Regions from separate parts of the Mus musculus genome. Here region 1 is linked to region 2. A link is a contact called in public promoter capture Hi-C data. All regions are on one chromosome and are shown on one strand. Each heading gives the region's core, a stretch centred on a gene start, on an enhancer-like site or on the middle of the called end of the contact. The rest is flanking DNA. Distances are from core to core; before and after follow the strand shown. Region 1 overlaps Aldh1a3 (aldehyde dehydrogenase family 1, subfamily A3). Region 2 overlaps Lrrk1 (leucine-rich repeat kinase 1).

The links. Capture Hi-C pulls out chosen DNA fragments and counts their contacts.
Region 1: a contact with region 2 is called in a promoter capture Hi-C map of adipose tissue. The contact joins two enhancer-like sites. A contact is called at or near these places in 8 of 484 Hi-C or Micro-C datasets (the AML12 cell line, the C10 cell line, bone marrow-derived dendritic cells and 4 more), 2 of 115 datasets of contacts at active chromatin or transcription factors (double positive thymocytes and embryonic fibroblasts) and 1 of 9 other capture datasets (adipose tissue).

What each region holds. Positions count from the first base shown.
Region 1 is chr7:66,401,661-66,408,257 of GRCm38.p6, reverse strand. Aldh1a3 (aldehyde dehydrogenase family 1, subfamily A3) reads left to right here. Exons shown (of 13, transcript NM_053080.3): 8 at 355-457; 9 at 2,100-2,284; 10 at 6,123-6,287. Among named protein-coding and RNA genes, the nearest start is that of Lrrk1, 17 kb to the right of the region's middle. Within about 2 kb of position 2,142, at least 17 of the 459 cell types and tissues checked have an H3K27ac peak or open chromatin away from gene starts, as enhancers often do. A contact at or near this core is called in adipose tissue, where this site is marked.
Region 2 is chr7:66,329,543-66,336,030 of GRCm38.p6, reverse strand. Lrrk1 (leucine-rich repeat kinase 1) reads left to right here. Exons shown (of 34, transcript NM_146191.3): 4 at 2,745-2,916; 5 at 3,573-3,752; 6 at 5,214-5,362. Among named protein-coding and RNA genes, the nearest start is that of Mir7057, 49 kb to the left of the region's middle. Within about 2 kb of position 4,035, at least 8 of the 459 cell types and tissues checked have an H3K27ac peak or open chromatin away from gene starts, as enhancers often do. A contact at or near this core is called in adipose tissue, where this site is marked.

The sequences.
Region 1 (6,597 bases), core at 893-3,392, 74 kb before region 2:
GCATTCCCTCAGCTACCGATTCTCACTCCTCCTCCCAAGGTGGGCTCGGTCTTTAAAGGGTTCTAGAGAACATGTCACATGTCATCTTTGGTGTTTCCCTGGCTTGACAGACCTCTCAAACCAGCACCACCTCCATATTGGGCTGGCAGAGTCTCCGCTGTGACTAGTAGGAGTGCCAGGTCACCCAGCATGGTGCCCCGCTGCAGTGGTCAGCCTGGTGAGCCAAGGCTGGGTGACAGTATGATGCATCATGCCTGGGGTGCATCACTGAGGCAGGTGACCAGGGTGCCCAAAGCGTGCCTGCACACGCTCACCACATCTAAGAGTTGACAGAGCCTAATTGTTGCCCTGAAGGTTGGAAAGCTGGTCAGAGAAGCCGCCTCCCGGAGCAACCTGAAGAGGGTCACACTGGAGCTAGGAGGCAAGAACCCGTGCATCGTGTGTGCAGATGCTGACTGTGAGTCACTGGGGCTATGGGTCTCTCCTCGCCTCCTGGTGTGCATTCAGGACCCATACACACACACAATGGGATGCTTTCCTCATGAGGCCTGCCATTGTCCCCTACAGGCCCAAGCCTGTAGAGGGCAGAACATTGCTGAGCTGTGCAAGTATGTGGCTTACGGGTAGTGCAGGGTCTGCACCTGAAGGCTAAGTTCACCTTCCTGCCCCTAAGGAGATAGAGGAGGCTGTGGGGAGTCTGTACACAGGGTCTAGTCTCTCCTACAGGGCCCCTTCTGGGCTAGGGAAGGAGGAGGCAGGCTCTCCACTCTGGGCGTCCAGTTTTCTATCTTTAAGCCACTGAGGCTACAGTCTTCTTGGGCTCTTGAAAGAGTTGACACAGCAGCTGGCACACCAGAGGACAGCCTTGCTGACCCTTCAAAACATAAAAAACCATGCTCTGGGTGTCACTCCTGTGTGGCTCTTCTCTGGCACACAGCTGGGCACAACTTGTGCCTTGCCAGAGCTGGGTGACGCAGTATTAAAGTGTGTGTATGTTATTGTTGGCGCTTGTGTCCAGAAGAGGGCAGGAAGGACCACGGTGAGCATTCATCTTCTGATCACTGGGTCACTTATGGAAGACCTGAGAGCACCCATGCCATAGAGAACAGCCTCCCCCACTGTCCCCTCGTGCCAGAAATCCCTGCTGCAGAGATCAAAGGCTTCCATTCCGCGCCCAGATAAGGCTGGAATGGCAAATAGCCCTGAGAAATGATAACACAATGTGAAGGACCGGTTTCTTTCCCTAAAACTGACTTTCAGTGGGAGAGGAGAGTGAGGAAGAACTCGCTCTTCTTCCCAGAGAGGCTGCGGAGAGGATCTGCCCATCTCTGGTCTGAGCAATGCTGCTCCCAGAGTCACTGGAACAGTTTTGTATTTAGCCCTCCTGTGACTCACACTTAGGGTCCCAATCTCCCTTCCCAAAGAGCCAGTCCTGTTTTGTGTTGCCCCACCTGCTGTCCCTATACCGACGAGGGGAACCCTAAGTAGGGGCTGGTTCCCCAAGGGTCATGAAAACAGAGCCTGCTCCCCTTTTTCCTTGGGCCTCCTCCTCCAGGGAGTGCCATTCTCCCAAATTAAATCCTGACATAATGTTCAGGGTGACATGCAATACTTTGTCACTTCACTCATCCTTCCTGGTTCCCACCAGGGACCAGAAAATTAACTGATGTCTTCAGGAGGGGCCACGCTAACCTGGCCCCTGGCCCAGATGCAGGGGTGGGGTGCAGGGAGGTCTGAGATCCTTGTGAGACTGTCCTGGTCCAACCCTGCTGAGATACAGTCAGTCCCTCTAGGGACAGGAAAGCTGGGGTGGGGAGTTCTATGGACAGTTAAACTGGAAAGTGCTCCCACTGGACACTCATTAGCACATTAAAGGCACCAAGAGAGCCTGAGTCTCCAGACTTACTTAACTCTGACTTGGTGAATCTAAAAATCCTTCTCCCCGTCCTCTCCTTTGGGAAGCGCCAAGAAAGAAAAATTAGTTTCTGAAATGCAGTCATCTGGGCCCTGTTTTCTTGTGGGGGTAATTAGAGTTGCAGCTGTCAGGCCTGTTGTAACAACTTAATCGCTTCCTCTTGCCTCCCCCGACCCACCCCCAGTGGACTTGGCCGTCGAGTGTGCTCACCAGGGAGTGTTCTTCAACCAAGGCCAGTGCTGTACAGCGGCCTCCAGGGTGTTCGTGGAAGAGCAGGTCTACGGGGAGTTTGTGAGGAGGAGTGTGGAGTTCGCCAAGAAGAGGCCAGTTGGAGACCCCTTCGATGCCAAAACGGAGCAGGGGCCTCAGGTAACCCACCAACAGACATGTCCCCATGTGTGGTGCTCCTGCAGGGACTGAGCTAGGCAGAAGCATGGTCACAGACAGGATTCCCCCTCCAAGGAAAAGAACTGGCTTGTGCTGTCCACTCAAAGCTTTTCTTTAGAAGCTGATAGAAAAAAACTGTTTCTGTGAGGAAATGGAGCGGTATCCTCGGGGAATCAGGGAGGAGCCAGTGCATCCGGGGCACGAGGCTATCTGCCGTAGCCATATCGGGAAGCCTTCACAGCCTTCTTGATATGGTGGCCTTCAAAGCGGGGGAGGGGGGATAGAGAGAGTTCCCTGAACCCTGCCGAAGAGGGAGACAGTCAGGGCAATGACTGACAAGCTTGACTCAAGGGCCTGCAAGGCCACATGCACTATAGCGTGAAGTAACCCTCGGTAACCGGAGGGTGAAGAGACTCTAGGGATTGGGCTGTATCCTGGGTAGTGGGAACAGGTTTCTGCAAGCCTGGTTTGGGAATGGGAATAGCTCCAACCAGGAAGTTTGTAAAGCGCACGCACGTCTCCACTGCAGTAGAGAATGGTGGCAACTCTGTTTTTGTCAGACTCCTGCTTAGCCCTCAGGTTTCCAGTCATATCCACGACTTACTCCCTGCTGTCTATCCTAGAGGCACACTGGATTGGCACCAAATGTTTACACAGGATACTTCTGAGCCCAAAGGAGGTTCTGTGTTGTTTGTTCCAGCCCTTAGTTTTCTCATCTGGGAAATGGGAGTAAATGGAGGGTATAGCATCACCAGGAAGAACTCAGCAAAGGCAGATATGCCCCGACTGGCAACTCTCTGACCTAGAAGATGCACATCCCCACGTGATTTCAGGGCATCCTTATCAGTTTTGCTTAGCTATTCTGTGTGGATGCTGGCTGGACAAGAAATGGAGGAGGATTTTCTGTCCAAGGTGACACCAACCTTGACTGCAGCCCATGTGCTCTGTGGCACTGGTGTCACATGTCCCTGGTGGGGAAGCTGTGTGCATTCCTCATGCCCAGCCTCAACCACAAACTCTACAGTCCTGTCACAGGGTAGCCCATGGTGTCTGTGCACACATGACCACAAACCAGTACTGAATCCACAAATTGTAGCATTGAGCTGAAATAGATGGGAAACGTTTTCTCCTGACGGTTCTGTCCTTTTCTTCCCAAATCTCTGGTGTGACATTTCCGTGGAGTGGGTCGGGGAGGGGCTGTTTGTCCATCCCACCTGGGCTCTCTGTGCACAGTCCCTGTGGAACTCACTTACACTGTCTAACCGGACACTAGTTAGGATCCTGTAAGTGTTCTTTCCCCTCCCCCTCTCCACAGACCTGTAAGGTTTTACTCTGCAAGGCTGTCCAGCTGCCTAAACACTCCTGTGTGTCTCAGGCCTGTGGAAGAGCTTGCTGACCTAGATCAGGGGCTGGGGGCTGGAGACCGCTTGCTGGAACATTCCATCATCTTTTGGGTTAACTTGGCAGCCGAGCAAGGAAGCCACCTGGCCTGCTCGGGATCCGGAGGCGTCCTCTGCAGAGGTCCTGTGGGGGCCATCTTTTCTCACTTCTGGTGCTGTGCCCTGCCCTGTCATTTCCCTTCCTGCCAGATCTTCCTTCCTGTACTGTAGGCACCAGCTGACATTTCACGGATGGCTATTAGATTTAAACAACGTGTTTATGAGGGCTCATCGGGGGGAGTGGAGCATGGGTGTGTAGGGGTTCTGACAGGGACCCATGCTGCCTGCAGAACAGATGGGGTCTGCCGGTAGAACTTAGTTCCAGCCAGCCAAGACCTGAGGCCTGATGAAGTTCCGCCAATGAGCTATGTTGGCCCCCTAGGAGGAGAGAAGGGTTTGGTTACATAAGTACTCCCCCTCCCACATTTAAAAAATGTTTTTAAGTGACATTTATTTATTTACTTTGTATGTGTATACATTTGTGTATGGGAGGAGGGATGCACATGCCACAGCAAGGATATGGAGGCCAGAAGCCGCCTACTTCTCCTGTGTGGATCTTTGCTGGGCCCAGGATTCAGCTCCAGTTGTCAGTCTTGACAACTAGCACCGTTATTCACTAAGTGTCTCGCCAGCCCATCTGGGACTTTTGAACCAAGATGTGGTTCACCCAGAGAAAGACAGAGAAGGCTGGGAACTGGACGTGTTTGGGTTTCTTTCATTACATTTTGTGGGCATGCAAGCATATCGCTCTAGACCCTAACCATGTACAAAGGACTACAGTGAAGGGGTTCACTATCTCCACTCCCACCCATTCTCACCTCTCCCCACATCGGGGCTCCCGTATGGCCTTTATTCCTGGAGTTCCCCTCCAGGATTTCCTTGCAAATGTGATTATGTGCTTGGATTTCCTCCCCATCTCTGTGTGCAAGAGATCATGTTGGCTTCACTATTTGATTCTTTATTGTTTCTTAGGAAGAATCTCAAAGAACTTTCTGGACCTGAAATGGGTTTATTTACTTTTTTTGCACCTTTACTGTCTGTGGGTATTTGTGTTTGCATGCATGTATGTTTGTTCATGTGTGTGTGCAGCCATGTGCACATATGTGTGCACATATATTGTATGTTTGTATGGAGGCCGGGGTCAAGGTCAGGTTATTTCTCTGTTGATATCCACCCTATTCTTTTAGACAGAATCTGTCACTGAACCTGAAGTGCGCTGAGTAGGTAAGACTAGCTGACCAGCAAGCCTCGGGGAGCATTTGTCTCCACTTTCCCAGTGCTGGGATTATAGGTGTGGGTCACTATGTCCAGTTCTTCTACCCCCGCCCCCATGGATGTCAGAGAGCCCAAGTCCTCACGTTTTACTCACTGAGCCATTTCTCTATCCCTGGGTTTTGTTTTTTCCCATTTAATGTTTCTGGAATGAAACCAAGCCTCCTATCTGGATGTCTCAGTAACCTTTGTCGCTTAAATTCTGTCTCTCTCAGCCTGGGACAGAAGGAGCGGTCTGTCAACCCAGTCACAGTAGGAACATATGTATTTGAGGAAGAAGACAGGAAGATCATCTTCCCTGTTGAGCCATCCCCAGAAGGGGTGACCTTTTGATATCTGGATAAATACTGTGTCCCCCAACTGGGTGTTAATCTGTGGCGTGTGGCCTAGGGCACCTTCTAGCCAAGGAGAGAGCAGAAGGTGGAACTTTGCTGATCAGTTCATTCCCCTCCAGCCAAGAAGCAGTACCCAGACCCTACTGTGAGGCCCAGTCCACCGTTCCCGGGAGTTCTGAGTCCTTGCTCCCTCCTCTGCACCATGATAGGATAATTCCAATGCGAACCTACCCTAATCTGCGGAGCGCAGTAAGCAGGGCAGAGTTATCAGGCAAATACACCACCACTAGACAAATTTCGGACAAACTGAAGACACCTTAAATTGAGTATATCCGGAATAGCTGTTTGGCATATCCTTATACGAAAAGCCACCGTGTGCTGTGTTTCTGATCGTTACATTGAGCTGGGCATCCCGTGTTTACTTGTTAAATCCAGTAATGGAAGCAGAGTGCTGAGACTTGAGAGAACGCAAGCATCCCGAGTCTGCTTCACCCTAACCCTTACCTCACAGCATGAGGAGGGGAACCAGACTTGAGTAAGGCCTCAGGATGGAGGGGAGGATGGACGGCCTCCCTGTGGCCCTGGTGTTCCAAAGGGTGTGTTTGTGCAGGAGAGGACTCTCCACCCACAAGGCTCTCTGCTGTCTGATCTAGGACTTGGACAAGGACACCGAACAGAGAAGGACCTGCTGACAGTGCTGAGGGCCATTGAAAACACAAGACCACAGTCCCCTCCTGGAAGAAAGTAGTTATAATTCCCTTCTGTGTCTTGCAGATCGACCAAAAGCAGTTTGACAAAATCCTCGAGCTGATTGAGAGTGGGAAGAAGGAAGGGGCCAAGCTAGAATGTGGGGGGTCAGCCATGGAGGACAGAGGGCTGTTCATCAAACCCACGGTCTTCTCAGATGTTACGGACAACATGAGGATTGCCAAAGAGGAGGTAGGCGTGGCTACAGCCAAAACGGAGGCCCCAGGAGTCCTCCAAAGAATTCTGAGGCTCCAGGACTCTCAGAAGGATTCACAGGGCACACAGTCTCATTGCTGGGTGGCTCTGCTGTCGCCTGGGGTTCTGGTGCTTTTGGCAAACCCCAAAGCCTGTAGCAGCTACAGTTACCCCAGTCCTGTTTTCATCCTTGCTTATGGTCACTGGGTAGCCGCAGCCCAGTTCCTTCTGCAGTTACACGCACAGCCCAGCTCTGACATCTCTGAGACTTTCGGGTATGAAGAGGCACCAAACTATGGATTCAGGA
Region 2 (6,488 bases), core at 2,786-5,285:
ATTTTTGTGACTTCTGTAATCTCTAATTATTTCACAGTAAAAAAAAAGTTGTTTTTTAATTTTTTTAAAAATGAGAACAATCAATATAAAGCTACTTTATAATGTTTGCAAAGTAGTTAAAATGAATCAATTTATGATTTTTACAGTCAGGGTAGCAGGTGTTTGTATATCATTCCTATGAGTGTGCATGGGTAAATATGCCTTAGAAAGCCGTGTGCAAGCTTTCCTTTATAGAGGGAGGTGAGGGCACAGGAGGAGGCTGGCCCTTTATTTTATACTGAATTAAATACTCCAGAGCCACCAGGTTGTCTCCAGCCAGGAAGGGAGCTCCTGCCTTCCCTGTCTTCTGGGTCCCTCTTGGCTGTGGCCAGCTCTGACATCACCCATCACCTCCTGACAATGGGGCTTTTAGGCCTGTGATGGACAGGAGTCTAGACAGCTCTTAGTCCTGGAAGTCAGCTAATGAATCACTTGTGGCTTTTCTCCATAATGCAAGCGCTTTCCAGGAATGGCTGGGCTTTCCGGGCCCCACTTGGCCAGGGGGATGGTGGGTTTTTGTTTTCCAGTTACAGTTAAGCAAGTTTAACCCCCCCTCAGTTGTCAGACACACTGCCTCAAGTGGGGTCACACCATCTACAGGACTCATCTGTTCCTCCAAGGGTCTCGGCCTATCCGGCAGGTCTTGGGTGAAATGAAGAGAATGTGGATCGGCGCTGCAGACCACAGTTCAGATCCGGGGTAGCTCTGTCGATTGTGTAGCTCCTAACTGAGGGTCACAGGTTCAGATCCCTGGCATGGAAATAGAGTCCTTTCATGGCCATACTGAGGATACTGTATGACTGTGCAAACAAAGTACTCTGTGCAGCGACACACGGACAGAGCTTGGAGAACATCCATTGCTCTCCCCAGAGTCTCACTCAGAGGTCCCTTCCTGCCCATCTTGCTCTGACATACTTCCTGGAGATGTCTGCTTTCTGAATTATTCTGTTGGTTGTTTTGTGTGTGTGTGCGCACACACACACACTGTGAGCTTACCTATAATTTCAGGAAGGCCTGACTGACTCACTCCTGCCTGGTTTTCCACTTGCCTCCTTCCACATGCTCTCGCTCGAGATCGTGGGGGCAGCCTCGTTATAGGAAGGACTAAGATCTCAGCTGTGTATTCCCACACACATCATGATCCTTGGGTGGACACAGGTCTGTGAGTTGCTAGACTGCCTACCTGTCACCGACTTCTAAATGCCAGAGTATCTGGAATGAAGTTGGAACTCAGGCAGAGACCAGTGTCCGTCCCATCGTTCTCTTCCTCAGAACTCAAATCAAGAACCCTGCCAATGCTTCTTTGTCCCTGGATTCCAGTGTGTGGAACCCCATCATCAGTCACATACATTTATCAATACCCTGCAGGGCCATGTTTTAGGGTTTCTATTGCTGTGATGAAATGCTATGACCGTAGAAACTCTTAGAAAGGAAAGCATTTAACTGGGGCTTGCTGACAGTTTCAGAACTTTAGTCCATTTTCATCTTGGTGGGGAACATGGTGGCATACAGGCAGACAGGATGCTGGAGTAGTTGAGAGTTCTAATCCAAATCCCTAGGCAGCAGGAAGAGAATGAGATGCTGGAACTAATTTGGGCTTCTAAAACCTCAAAGCCTACCCCCAAAGACAAACTTCTTCCAACAAGGCCACACCTACTCCAGCAAGGCCACCCCTACTCCAGCAAGGCCACGCCCACTCCAGCAACGCCACACCTACTCCAGCAAGGTCACACCTACTCCAGCAAGGCCACACCTACTCCAGCAAGGCCACACCTTCTCCAGCAAGGCCACACCTACTCCAGCAAGGCCACACCTACTCCAGCAAGGCCACACCTTCTCCAGAAAGGCCACACCTTCTCCAGAAAGACCACACCTACTCCAGCAAGGCCACACCTTCTCCAGCAAGGCCACACCACCCAATGCTTGTCAGGTAGTGACACTTCCCAAGTGTTCACATTTATGAGCCTCATTCAAACCACCACAGGTGATTCTCCGGGAACTTGGTAGGTCCCCCTCTCTAAAGTTCATGACTGTCATATGGCAGGTGAGCCCTGGCTCCGGCTCATACAGCCTCCATCTTCATGAAGCAGGTGGTTGAGAACAGTGCCGTACTGTAAAAGGACAATTTACATAGATAAAGACAGGCTTTCTATTTTTAATTTTTTTCTCTTGACAATTTTATACATATATTATATGCTGTGGCCTTTTTGTCCACCCCACCTCTCCCGGTGAACCTCTTCGCCTTCCCTACAAGCCTTTCATGTCTTACTTATTACCCACTGGGTTTAATCTCTTGCCCGAGCATGGCTGTGGGTTTTTGTGCTATGTGGGCTCCTTACCAGTGGCTGTAACAAAGTAGAAAGACGGCCTCTCCCCCACCCATCATGAAATGCGGATGGACCTCATCTTATATAGGTGATATGCAGGGAACCAAAGCTGCTGTCGGCTCGTGAGGTCATGGTGATGTCATGATCAGAAGTGTGTTACAGCACTCCTTCTTGTCCTCTGGCTCTTACCGTCTTCTGCATGTCTTCCATTGTATCCCAGAGTCTTGAAGAAGGTGATAGAGATGTTCCATTTAGGGCTGAGTGTGGCACAGCAGTACAGGCTGATGATGTCATCTGTGCTGCAGTCTGGTCAGAGACTCGGGGAAACATTTGACGTTACAGAGCTGGCCTCACTGAATCCTGTCCCGCTTTGGCCAGGGCCAGCTGCTGAGCATCGCGGCAGCCCACGGGGATCTGGAGACTGTTCAGTTCCTGCTCACTGAGAAGCGCGTGGAGCTGCCGACGGAGCCCACCGATGACAACCCAGCTGTGGTGGCAGCGCATTTTGGACACGCCGAAGTAGTACGTGAACTACTAGAGTCCTTGCCAGGTAAAGTCTGTGTGTGTCAGCTCTGAGACCACTCTCCCTCTAGCTTTGCCTTTTGGTGTGTACAATTGGAACGTCACACATCCTAAGGTAATCTTTTCAGATGGGTTTCTCTCACCTAGCAATATGCATCGAAAGTTTCTCTGTGTCTTTTCATCACTCCGTAACTTATTCTTTTTATGGCTAACTAATACTCCACTGAATGGATATACCATGGTATGCTGGTCATTTGCTTCTGGTGAGTTCAAGGTGTTCTAGCCTCTTATAACTTCCTTGTAGTATTAGCTCAGCAATAGGGGACAGGGGTCAAGAGCTTCACTGTGACTCCAGGTTGAAACACTCTGGGAATGAAATTTAGAAGAAGAAGAAGAAGCCACACATGGCTTAATATTCTATAATTGATACCTTGAATTTCTTTTATAATTTTAAAACCAAAGGCCCTTTTGTTTCTGTACTGGGTCACATCATGTAGTGGCCCTGTGTGGGTGTGTCTGTGTGCACTGAGATGACGCCAGAGAACACGAGTTACTTGGCAGAAGCAGAGCTTTCATTCAGACCTAGAACAGCTGCACTTTATTCATGGCCCACGGGAAGATGAGCGTGAGGAGCAACCAGCAGGATTCAGAGGCACTTTCCCTCTGTCCTCTCACCCGGTCCAGGTCCCTGTACCCCCCAGCGGCTACTGAACTGGATGCTGGCCCTGGCTTGCCAGCGAGGGCACCTGGAGGTTGTGAAGCTGCTGGTCCTGACACATGGGGCTGACCCGGAGAACTATGCCGTCAGGAAGAATGAGTTCCCCGTCATTGTGCGGTTGCCCCTCTATGCGGCCATCAAGGCAGGTGGGTCCCACACAGTCAGCCTTGCCCTGCGAAGGGTCCCACTTTCCAGTGTGGGACTCTGGCTTCACCCTTACCGCTAATTCTCCAGTGGCCTGCAAAAGGACCTCCTGCAACTTCTTCCTTTCTCCTGTGTGTGTGTGGGGGGGGGTGCAGATGTGTGCAGATGTGTGTTTATGTGTGGAGGGCCAGAAGTCAACCTCAGCTGCTGTTCCTTAGGACAGAGAGATGGCATATCTTGATTTTGCCTGGAGAGTTCCTATTCACATCAGTTGGCTGGCGTTCCACGTCCATGGATCCCTCCCTCTTCCTCTCCCTGTTTCTGAGATTACAATCGGATTCCATCATGCTCAGTATCTTTCTAAAAATAACTTATTTTTTGTATTCCACAGTTATTTTTGTAAAGATCTATCTTTAATTTCTAGAGATATTGTTCAATGTTTAAGAGCATTTGCTGTTCTTTTTTGTTAATTAGATATTTTCTTTATTTACATTTCAAATGTTATCCCCTTTCCTGGTTTCCCCTCTGAAAACCCCTTATTCCCCTCTCCCCTCCCCCTGCTCACCAACCCACCCACTTCTGCTTCCTGGCCCTGGCATTCCCCTACACTGGGGCATAGAGCCTTCACAGGACCAAGGGTCTCTCTTCCCATTGATGACCGACTAGGCCATCCTCTGCTACATATGCAACTGGAGCCATGAGACCCTCCATGTGTACTCTTTGGTTGGTGGCTTAGTTCCAGGGAGCTCTGGGGATTGAGGGGTACTGGTTAGTTCATATTTTTGTTCCTCCTCCTATGGGGCTGCAAACCCCTTCAGCTCCTTGGGTCCTTTCTCTAGCTCCTTCACAGGGGACCCTGTGCTCGGTCCAATGGTTGGCTGAGAGCATCCACCTCTGTATTTATCGGGCACTGGTAGAGCCTCTGAGGAGACAGCTATATGCTTGCTGACAGAAGCCTGATATAAAATAACTTGTTTTTATTTTATGAGCTTTGGTTGCTGTTTTTCCGACATGTTTGTCTGTGTGAGGGCGTCGGGTCCCCTGGAACTGGGGTTACAGATAGTTGTAAGTTCCATGTGGGTGCTGGGAATTAAACCCAGGTCCCGTGAAAGAGGAGCCAGTGCTCCTAACCACTGGATCTTTGTGTGTGTGAATTCTGAGGCTGGAACATGGCTGCACAACTGAGCAGGCACTTCACTAATGTGGCCATATCCCTGGCCCTATCCTTAGTGTCTTTATCAAAATAGCTGCTCCTCCCAACTGCCCCCCACCCACTGGGTGGCAGGGACCTCTTGTGCAGCACTCAAAGATCAAAGTTCCATAAACCCTCTCTGCCAGGAATTGGGTTCATCAGGGAAGTAACCTAGGGCCTGCTCTCTAAGCACGAACACCGCCCACCCCCGAGTGGAAATGGCCACTGGGACATCTGGATGCCCTGAGCTCTGTGTGGTTTGTCCCATCAGGGAATGAAGACATTGCCATATTCCTGCTTCGGCACGGAGCCTATTTCTGCTCCTACATCCTGCTGGATAGTCCTGAGCCAAGCAAACATCTGCTCAGGAAGTATTTCATCGAAGCCAGCGCCCTGCCCAGCAGCTATCCCGGGAAAATCGTGAGTTGGGGAAGGGTCTGAGACACAGCTTTGGATGGGGCTTTCTCCAGGCTTTGACACATTTACAAAACCAGTCAAGTAGGTCATATATGTGTTTTAAATTTTCTCTTAAACTGAGTAACACTTTACGCTATGCAGGTAGGGTGTATTTTTAAGAGGTAAAAATTCTGGAGCAGGGGGTGGGCGGGGATGGGGGTGGGTGGGAAGGCTTGGTGTAATGAAATGTATGAGCCTGCTCTTCTTGAGGTAAGTAATCTACCAAGCTAGGAAATATCCCTTCATACATTTCCTCAAGGAACGCTGTAAGAGCACTATGAACGAAGACAGGGAGCTGGACATGATGGCGCAGGCCTGTGTTCCCAGCAACTGGGGTGCAGAGGAGTGGCAGATCAGGGGTGCAGTGTCATCCTTAACTCACCTAGAGCCCAGAGCCAGCCTGAGATGCATGGGGCCCCATCTAAAAACAAGAAGACAAACAAAAAATTATACTATTTACACTGGCTTTGTAAAATACCTGCCAACATTGCCATAAGTTGCTTTTCCAAATATGCCCTTTGGGGCAAGGTCGTCTCAGCTCTTCTCTTGTGGATATGCACTTGGTTTTGAAGGGATCCTGGGATTTGCCTCTTGTTGTGTAGCTTTATTTACTAGAATGTGGCTGCTTCTCTTAATCTGCAGTCTGAGGTCCTGAAGCAGGCTGCTCTGGAGTCACTGCAGCAGCAGCAGCAGCAGCAACTCTGAGCCTCTCTGGCCCACACCTGGCCCAGTACTAGACATCCCCTCCAGAACCTTCTCATTTTCTCCAGCCGGTCTGGGGAGCACGGTTATCAAGTGTTTTCATTTCCATGTTTTATTAATAGGACTATTAAATTTTCTCACATGTTCATAAAGTATTTACATCCCTGCAATACGAGCCACCTGCTGACATTTGTTGGCTGTTTCTCTGAAGCGTTAGCTTTTCATTTTCACGTTGGAAATCTCTTGCACGTTAGAGGTGTGGAACCTTGGTGGGTCCTGTGTATCTCGAGTCTCTCCCCCAACCAATCATTTTCTCTTTGCCTGTGCTTCTTGTGCTGACACGGATATGAGAACATGCTGTCACAGAAGTCCACCTCCTTTATTGGCC